Linked DNA regions of Sus scrofa: regions 1 and 2 are each linked to region 3. A link is a contact called in public Hi-C data. All regions are on one chromosome and are shown on one strand. Each heading gives the region's core, a stretch centred on a gene start, on an enhancer-like site or on the middle of the called end of the contact. The rest is flanking DNA. Distances are from core to core; before and after follow the strand shown. Region 1 overlaps SLC44A3 (choline transporter-like protein 3). Region 2 holds the start of CNN3 (calponin-3). Region 3 overlaps ALG14 (UDP-N-acetylglucosamine transferase subunit ALG14 homolog).

Region 1 (3,126 bases), core at 298-2,797, 220 kb before region 3:
TGGCACGTCATCAAATACAGGTGCCTGGGCCCCATCCTCAGATTCTGACCCACTTGGTTTCCGGTGGGGCTAAGTATCTGCATTTTTTGTTTGTTTGCTTTGAATCCCCATAAGAGAACAACCACAGTCCAGAGCGATGCTGTGCAAAGGGCTCTGAAACCGGATAAGGTGCTTGTGCCAGAACCTATCATCCGCCATTGCTTCCTCCATCTGGAAAGTCTTGCTGTGAAAAAAAAAGAATGTCAGCGGAAGGAAGCAGGGGGCCTAGGGATGCAGTTGCCCCCTGCTTCTGACACAAGCTCCTCATCTCCTCACGGACCAGCCACAAACAGGGTGAGCCAGCCCGCTGGTCCGTGGACCCCACTTTGAGTGGGACTGTTCGAGACCTTCTCTCATCCACTCCTCTCTTGCTTTGGTTCCATCCCAAACTCCCATTCTGATGCGGGTACGAAAGAGTGAGTTCCTTTCTGAGACTGTCACCGGGCAGATCAGGACGACAGCAGATGTCAGAGCAGCAAGGCGAACGTGCTTCCTTAACGGTGTATCAAGTTTATTTGGCTCCAGTCGTATCCGCGGGAACATCTGCTGTGTCGTAGATTCTCAGTCCACTGGGTTCCCCTCCACCTCGCCGTCTCCCCGGAGTAAACCCGCCCCTTGGAAATTATTTCAAGATGAGCAGCCAGGGCCGGGCGGGGTCTCTGAAAGCTTGCTGCGGGCCCTGCAGTGCACTTGCACTGGTTATCCTCAGGGAACCTCGCTCGGACAGGTCCAGGACAGTCCTCATTCAGGACGCGTGTATGTGACAGTGACTGAACGCTCAAAAACAGTGGCTGAAACAAGATGAAAGGTAATGTCTCTGCAAGGGGGCGACCTTGTGCCCATGTGACGGGGTCACAGCCCACGCCCCTTCTTTCTCCTTCCACAGCCTCACGTGCCTGCTTCCGCCTCGCAGCTGAAGTAGATACTCGTGATCCGGCCACCGTGTCTTATTCCGGCCTTAGGAAGGAGCAGGGAGGACGGGGAGCCCCTCACTCACCCCCCTGCCCCCAGAGTCATGACTCTACTTCCACCTGCACCCACTGGCCAAAGCCTGGCTACAGGCCACCCCTACCTGCAGGGAGGGCAGGAAGTGTCATCTGGGCAGCCAGGCACCGTTTAAAACTTACAGGTGCTGTTACCAAGAAAAGATGAAGATGGAAGAGCAGAAATTGCAGGGCAGGTGGAAGTCTCAGCCAGGGTAGCACCGGGGAGTTGTCTTCTCGCTCATTCTCTGAACGTGGTCTCTGGCCTGGTCCGAAAGGAAGGCAGTGGCATTTGCTGAAAATTTCCTAACATCTGAGGTCTGTGCTGGGTGCTGTCTGATGTTCTCTCCGCTAAGCATTGCAGCCCCCTTTTGAGCCCGTGTTACGTTCAAGTTATGGGCCGGAACACTGAGTTCCCGAGAGAGCTGTTTGCTGGAGGTCATCCAGCCGGGACGTGAGCCCTGGACCAGAGCCTGTGCTCTGCCCCTTCCTCCTGTGTCCCCATCCCTTCCTTGTGTGTCCCTTGAGTCTGGAGTTCAAAGCCCTGACATCAGCTGAGGCCTTCTGAGGTGTGTAGGTCCAAGTTGAAGCAGTACTGTGACCTCAGCAGCTGGCTGGTGGGCGCAGAATGGGTCTGTGAGGTGCTGTCTGGGGGCCCGGGGCAGTGCGGCAGGGCCAGGGGCTGGGGTCAGAGCAGCCGGGAGGAGGGTGGCGGGAGGCACGTTCTCTGGGCCGCGGACTGTGGCTGAGTTCTGGCACTGAACAATCACAGAGGCTGGGTGAGGCCTCAGGAGGCATGGCCAGGACCAGGGAGGGACCTTCCGCCAGCCTCCAGGGCGCTGCCACAGCCCACGGTCGTTGTGGACCCTGGGTCTGTATGAAGGGAATGGGCTCTGTGGTTAAACCTCCACGCTTTGGAGCAGGACACATCCTTTGATTCTTCAGTGCACGGATGTTGGGTGCGCGCCGTGGGGAGAGGCCCTGGGCCGGGCACTGGGACGAGTGGGGTGCTCTCTGCAAAGGATGGCAAAGGCTGAGGACCGAGCATCGCAGTAGCAGGACTTTGGGAGCTATGAGAGCGCTGAAATGAGCCCACCCCGCCCCTGCCCCATAAGTCAGGGAATGCCTCTCAGGATGGGCTAGAAACTACCAGAAGATCGGAAAGTATAGAAAGAAGCAAAGGGGATTTAGTGGGGTCAGAGCCAAGCACAGAAGAGGTCCTGGCCACAGAGGACAAGGCTGAGAGCTGCAGGCACAGTCCGAGAGGAACGCGCCCCAAGGGCAGCTCAGCGGGGGCAGGGGGGTGGGGAAGCTGCTAGCAGGGCCTCTTCAGGTCCTGCTCTTAGGCCCCACTGGGCCCAGGGCCTGGGGGCTGTTAAATAGCCTCGGCCCCAGGACTGGGAGTAGGGGGGGCACCGAGACAGTCGGCTACACTGCAGGCCCAAGGCAGCACGCCGGAAGGTCATGTATTAGAACGTGTTCTTTCTCTATCAGTGGCAGGAGCAAAACGAGCAGAAGTGAGAGTAACGGAGGGCAGGAGAGAAAGCCAGGGGCCCAGGACTCTCCAAGCAGGTGGATGCCAGACTCCGCAGGAGAGAGGGTGTCGCAGAGGGACGGCCTGCCGTCCTCCTGGGGCTTGGCCATCCCAGAAACCCGACCGGCACCTGCCTCTCCTCCCACTCGCCTGCGGGCCGGCTGGGTGCACCGGCCTCCCTTTGTCTTCAGGGGCCTCTTTGAGCAGAGCCCGAGGGACGGGCTCTGGGCCCCGGCGGGTCCGCTGCTCCATGTTTTGATCTCAGCGGATGCCCAGGTGATGGGTGCTGAGAGACCCCTGCAGGGCACCTGACTGTCCCACTTCCTGTCCCCTCAGACTGTCACATACCCTCGGGCTCTCTCTTCAGTCTCCACCCAGTGTCCCCAGTGTTGTGGGGGTGTCCTCAGTGGGTAAATACTTGTGCGATTGTTATTGCGTCAGATGGTTGAATGCGTTAATATTTTCATGTGTAAAAAAGAAAACAAGCAGAAAAAGCGAACTGAGGTTGGTCGGGTTTTGCCCAGATGAGCTCTTTGGTGATTGTTAACCAGTCTCTTCTGACTTGTCGGG
Region 2 (2,760 bases), core at 78-2,577, 130 kb before region 3:
CGCAGTGCCGCGCCGATTGGCCGGTCTCTCCCCCCAGAAACCCCTGATGTCATGGGCTTGGAATGCAGGGAGGGAGGAAGGAAAGAGAGGATTTGGGGAGGGGGACGCCTCTCATCTCTTTCCCAGACCAAAAGTCCCAAGGATAAACCCAACGGTGGGCAAAGGGGCAAAACCAAGCGTTACCAAAGCCCAGTCACTCCAAACTACAGCCCGCCTCAGCAAGGAACCCGAAACAAAAGCAGCCCACGAAGCTTTCCCTGACGTCGTTAGAGGCTAAAGTACTACAAACTTCTCGGCGTTTTATTAAAACAAAACCCCTCAAGTCTACAGCAGATATGCCCAAAGCGGCGCGCTCAGGCTTTGTCTCCGCAGCCCGCAGAAGCAGCAGGGCAGCAACAAGCGCCTTAGGGATTCGAAAACCGCCCAGGGTCCTGGACGGCTTCCGTTGCCCCGGTGGCCCCTGAAGTCCGTGGGACGCTCGGCGATCTCCCACCCCGGGAAGACGCGAGGAACAATGGGAGACCCAGCTCCGCCACGTAACCGCCTAACTTTACTCAAGGCTTTGAATTCCGCCCGGAGGCTGCAGTGGGAGAAGGTGCAGGGTCGGCCAGGGGCCCGGGCCGAGGTGGATGGCGGAGGCTGCTCGCTGGGTCCCCAGCCGCGCCGACCGGCCCCACCTAAGGGCGAATGGCCACGCAGGAGCGCCCTCTTCCCGGAGGGGTGCGTCCTGCAGCCGCGATCCGCTCCTGGAGCCGAGGGCCGGCGTTGCGGGATTCCAGGAGCCCGGGAACCCACCGCCCGCCGCCAGTCGTGGCCCGCGGCGCTGGAACAAAGCCAGGAGAGCGCCTGGGAGCCGGCGCTTCGAGCGAGGGCACAGGACCGGGACGCGCAGCAACTCTCACGCCGCCCCGACATCTCCTCTCCACGAAGCCCGCCAGCCAAGGCGCGCGGGGCGAAGCGCGGCCCAGCGGCGCCCCGGTCCCATGGTCCCTCGGGCGGTGCCTTGCATCCCACCTCTCGCCCCAGGATCCCGCCCCACGCTAGCCCAGGCGTACCTTGTTCTTGACCTCGGCCGAGAGCCCGTAGGAAGGGCCCTTGTTGAAGTGGGTCATGATGATTCGGGCGGCGGGAAGAGGCTGAGCTCGGGTCCGGAGGTTCCTAGCACTTGGCTTCCACGCTCCTGGCCCCGAGGAGTGGCCGCACCCCGAGATGCTCGGAGCTCGTTCCCCTGGGCGGTGCAGGAGTCGTCCGGACGCGACGGCGGGCGCGGGGCGGTGCCTCGGCTGCTCGGTCGGAGGAGGTCCCGCAGAGGCTCCCAGTCGGCGCCGGAGTCCCGCACGAACTGCCCCCCGCCGCCTCCCCCGGCCCTTCAGGGATTGGCCGGCGAGCCCGACCAATGGAGGGCCGCCCCCTCCCGCCTCTCCCGCGAGGGGGCGGCGCGGCCAATTGAAGGGCGGAGGGCGCCGCGCTCCCTCCTCGCGCGGGTCCCGGGCCCCCGTCCCCGCCCTCACGCCACCGAGGCCCGAGGCGAGGCGGCCCCTCCTCCGGGCCTGGCCCGCCGAGGCCCGCCCGACCGTGGGAGCCGGCCCTCCCCTGCGCCCGGTGGCTTCCCGGCGGCGCAGCGTTCAGGTCCTCTTCCAGGCATCCGCTCCGGGCCGGCGGAGAGGAGGGAAGCCCACCAGGGCCGGCCCGCCGCGGACCCCCCCGCCTGCTTCGGCCGGCTTCCCGGCTGCAGGCCCGGCGCGCGCAGGTGGCAGGCAGGGTCCCTCCACCCGCAGCGGGAAACACCGGGAGCAGGCTTAGAGGCCCTGTGCCCGAGAAAAGGGGTTGTGGGGGGGGGGTCGCTCCCGTGGCACCTGCTTCTCGTCCCTAACCTCGCAGCTTCCCACACCTGTTGGTCTGACCTCTGCCCTGCTGCCGCCATGGGAACAGTCAAGGCTTTTAGCCAAATTCGAGCTCACTCTGGGTATGCTGCGCGGAAAAAAAAAACCTGGCAAAGCCTGGGCATTTCAAGACCTTTTCTGGATCCGCACCAGCTCGTTTTTACAAGCATCTTTATCCGGGGTTCAGCTAATCCAAAAACCCAGGTGGCTGTTCTACTTTTTTTTTTTTTTTTTTTTTTTTTTTTTTTTTAATCTGGAGGCTTCTTTGAACCAGATCTTTGTATACCAGTATCCTTGTATCCTTTAGGCCGGAAGCGACCTCCATTCTTTCATGGTCGGGCTTCCTACTTTCTTTCCCTCTCATTTTAAAGAAATTTGATAGAAGGGAACAGAACTTCCCTCACTTACTTGCCTGGGCGCGGGGCACTGTACTAGATGCCTTCCCAACCTTATCACATTTACTCCCCTCAAACAACCGGTGGCTGGACATCATACCCCTTGCGAGAAAGCGGCAAGTCAGAGACCTAAGTATCCTGCCTGAGGTCAGCCCGCTCCCAAAGCTTTGCCTCTTTCCATCACTTTCTCAGGCATGCTTTTCCACCCCTGAGATCCTCCTAGGAGAGTTCTGTTTAGCTCTCAGAACAGATCCTGGAACCAGGTGTGGCGACGTGCTGAAGAAGAGAGCCAAATATCTTACCGAAGCTGAGCCATCCTGGAACGGAAATGAATAAGGCAACTTTAAAGGAAAAAGTCCCAAACTGCTATTAGCTTTTCAGACTTTTGAATGGAGGGAGGAATGGAGCGGAGAGGGCTAACTGGTAGGAAAATGAATGACTTACAAGTGATATGCTACTTTAGTCAGCAGGTAGGAATGATA
Region 3 (2,760 bases), core at 143-2,642:
CACGGGTCATTTAGAAAATTATTACTTCCACTGGGGCTTTAATCTCTTCTCAGCTTGGTTTCTTACAACAAAACAAGACAAAACAAAACAATAACAACCAACCCCCCCCCCAACTTTCATCATTTTATCTTAGAAGACACAGAAAATGTTCAAACAACAACAAAAATCAACCATCACTCAGAATTCAAAGATGATTCCTCCACCCACTTTGCACAACCTTCAAAAAAATAGCAGCTCACTTATATCTTTTCTGCACCAGGAAACATTCTAAAAGGGTCTCAGGATTATAAAACAGAAATAATTTCTTGTCGCATAGTTTGATTGATTGATTTCCCATCTCCTGTGGTGATTCTTATCAAAACACACGGTCCATTTGTCTGAACAAGTCCTGCACGTCTAACCTCCTGACTTTCCCCCACGCTGGTTCATTACCCTTTAGGAGAAGCCCCCGCACCCACCCAACACTCTGGCCCCAGACCTCTCCCTCCTCTGCATTCAAAGCTCCTGTCCGGTTCTCTCTCCAGGCCTGCAGCTGTGGGCCTCTTCCCTCTCAGGAGTTCCCCTGCTGCTCGTAGCTGGCACCCAGGTTCCAGGACCTTGTCCTTGAGGTCCCTGTGTCCTGGTGAAGCACACCCTCCACGAAAGGGGCTAGGGTGGGGACAATTTGAGGACATTTCTCCACCGTGACTCTGAAGGCCATCAAGATCCACTGCGACATCTTTTCTTTTTCTTTCCAGGCGTTTTGGGAAGTTCTCTCTTTGTCACTGGTTCTGAAATAGTCTGACGATTTATCTTGTTTTGACTACAGTTTAACAGGGCTGGGGATGGTCCTTTAATTTGAAGGTCATGTCCTTCCGGTTCTGGGAATTTTTCTTGAGTCTTCACTTTTTTTTTTTTTAATTTCTCCTGTGTCCCTGTTCCTTGTGAATAGTATATCACCAACATCTAGTTAATTAATTTTCCTACCTTTTCCCTATTGCTTTTATTTTCTGTTCTGAATTGCAGCAGAGCTCTTGAATATGGTCTTCCAGTATTTTGACTTTTCTATTTCTACAAGCAAAATGTCACTGGCCAAAAGTCCTTCTTATTCTATGAGGGTTTTCCGAAAACAGGTTTCCTGCTTTTTTTAAAGACACAGCGTCCTCTCGTTTCTCTGAAGGTGGTGTTTTCCCTTCATCCCCACCCCCATTCCTTTTCTCAAAGTTCCTTTCCCTGTTACTTTTGCTTTCCATGTTAAGGACTTTCCTCCCACGTCTGGTGGTCTGTGGGTGCCGGTGCAAACCAGCGGCTCTCAAGAGAGAGGGGAGATTTCTCCCCCAAGGACATCGGCAAGGTCGGGAGACATTTTGGTCCCCAGACTGGGGGTGGGGGGCAGAGGAGAAAAGTGGGTGCTGCCGACCTCTAGTGGTGGAGGCTGGAAATGCAGCTAAACATCCCCCACTGCAGAGGACAGCCTCCCCAGAAGCATCTGCCCCAAATGTCAACAATACCCAGGCTGGGAAAGCCTGGTTCCTACTAAAGGACGAGGCACTAAAAGGAAGAGGAAGCTCTGTGTGCTGGCTTCGAGAGGATGAACACAGCCAGGACTTGACAACTCCCCTGGAGGGAATCCCGGGGGTAGGAAACTACAGTTCTATTCTCCTGAGGAAATCCGTTTCCTCAAAGCCAATCTTTACTCTCCTGCCTGGGGGAAACGTATGAGCAAACTGGAAAGGAAAGCGTGTGTGTGTTGGGGGACAGGGGTTGTTATTCACATTCCGTAAGCCCTCTGCTTTCTAGGCAATGTCCTACTCCATCTGCAGTTTGGCCTGTTTGTTTCCAAAGCCGAAACCTCTTTATTCAACTTTTCCAGTGGGTTAAGTCTTGGGTTTTCTACCAGAGTAAGGTCGAGAGGTGGGAGCCTAACTTGTCTACAGGTGGACTTCACCCAAGAGGCTTCTTTTCAGCCCCACCCCACACTCCAGGCTCCAGAGGTACCTGGTGCCTCTTGCATGCGTCATTCACTAGCACTGCTTGGTAAGACCTTTATTAATTCCTAAGGTGTCCAGTATTTATTCTTTTGCCTCTCCAAATGCACCAAAAAACTTCAGACAAATGGGTACTTTTTTTTTTTTGACTTGTACTCTATAAAACATAGTCCTAATTTTATGTACAGAAACTACTCAATACTAACCTTTGATTTTCATGAAGGATTTTACTTTTAGGAAGCCTTCTAGGGAGCTGTTCTACCTGTCTTGAACCAAGAAGAACATATAAAACAAATACACCAGTACTGCAACCTCGGCAAGGTGTTTGGTAAATAAGGTCTTTAAATAAAAACACCACATGGAAAGACTGCTAAAAGCCTTTTCAAATTCTTACAAATCACCCCTAGCAAGGATACATGATGTTTCTAAAAAAAGAACTGGAGACAATCTCTCTTCATCTTTCCCAAACCAGATCAGTCTGTGATATATATTAGAAAGCATTCCATCAGCCCGGTTCTAAAGCTCAACCCTCCCTCCCAGGCCTCCCTTGAGAAGTAATGCAGGTCCCAACAGCACAGTGTGCAGCAGTGCACTGCCACCTGGTGGCAGCATGAGGGTACGGCAGAGAAGACTACAGTAACAGCAATCCTACAACACCAGGGCGGACTTTCCAGGACTGTTTCTGAAGCCTGAAGAGTTGGAAGGTGGAGAGAGAGAGGGAAAGCGAGCAGGACTTAGGAAATGGTTTTAAACCAGTGCAGGGAGGGCCTAGGCAGCCCTTTCGAACCCCAGA

Evidence for each region. Hi-C and Micro-C count contacts between places; a contact is called where the count stands out from the background.
Region 1: a contact with region 3 is called in a Hi-C map of adipose tissue, with 6 times the contacts expected there. The contact joins two enhancer-like sites. A contact is called at or near these places in 25 of 47 Hi-C or Micro-C datasets (adipose tissue, alveolar macrophages, brain and 15 more) and 1 of 2 datasets of contacts at active chromatin or transcription factors (skeletal muscle).
Region 2: a contact with region 3 is called in a Hi-C map of mesenteric adipose tissue, with 1.8 times the contacts expected there. The contact joins the promoter of CNN3 here to the enhancer-like site in region 3. A contact is called at or near these places in 4 of 5 promoter capture datasets (fetal liver, fetal skeletal muscle and liver), 16 of 47 Hi-C or Micro-C datasets (alveolar macrophages, embryonic fibroblasts, fetal liver and 10 more) and 1 of 2 datasets of contacts at active chromatin or transcription factors (skeletal muscle).

The regions. Positions count from the first base shown.
Region 1 is chr4:122,584,177-122,587,302 of Sscrofa11.1, reverse strand. The region is part of intron 9 of SLC44A3 (choline transporter-like protein 3); the gene reads left to right. Among named protein-coding and RNA genes, the nearest start is that of SLC44A3, 36 kb to the left of the region's middle. Within about 2 kb of position 1,547, at least 1 of the 83 cell types and tissues checked has an H3K27ac peak or open chromatin away from gene starts, as enhancers often do. A contact at or near this core is called in adipose tissue, where this site is marked.
Region 2 is chr4:122,503,017-122,505,776 of Sscrofa11.1, reverse strand. It overlaps CNN3 (calponin-3), which reads right to left and starts at 1,327. Exons shown (of 8, transcript XM_003125902.5): 1 at 1,056-1,327. The coding sequence starts at 1,112.
Region 3 is chr4:122,368,688-122,371,447 of Sscrofa11.1, reverse strand. The region is part of intron 2 of ALG14 (UDP-N-acetylglucosamine transferase subunit ALG14 homolog); the gene reads right to left. Among named protein-coding and RNA genes, the nearest start is that of ALG14, 27 kb to the right of the region's middle. Within about 2 kb of position 1,392, at least 37 of the 83 cell types and tissues checked have an H3K27ac peak or open chromatin away from gene starts, as enhancers often do. A contact at or near this core is called in adipose tissue, fetal liver, liver and 4 more, where this site is marked.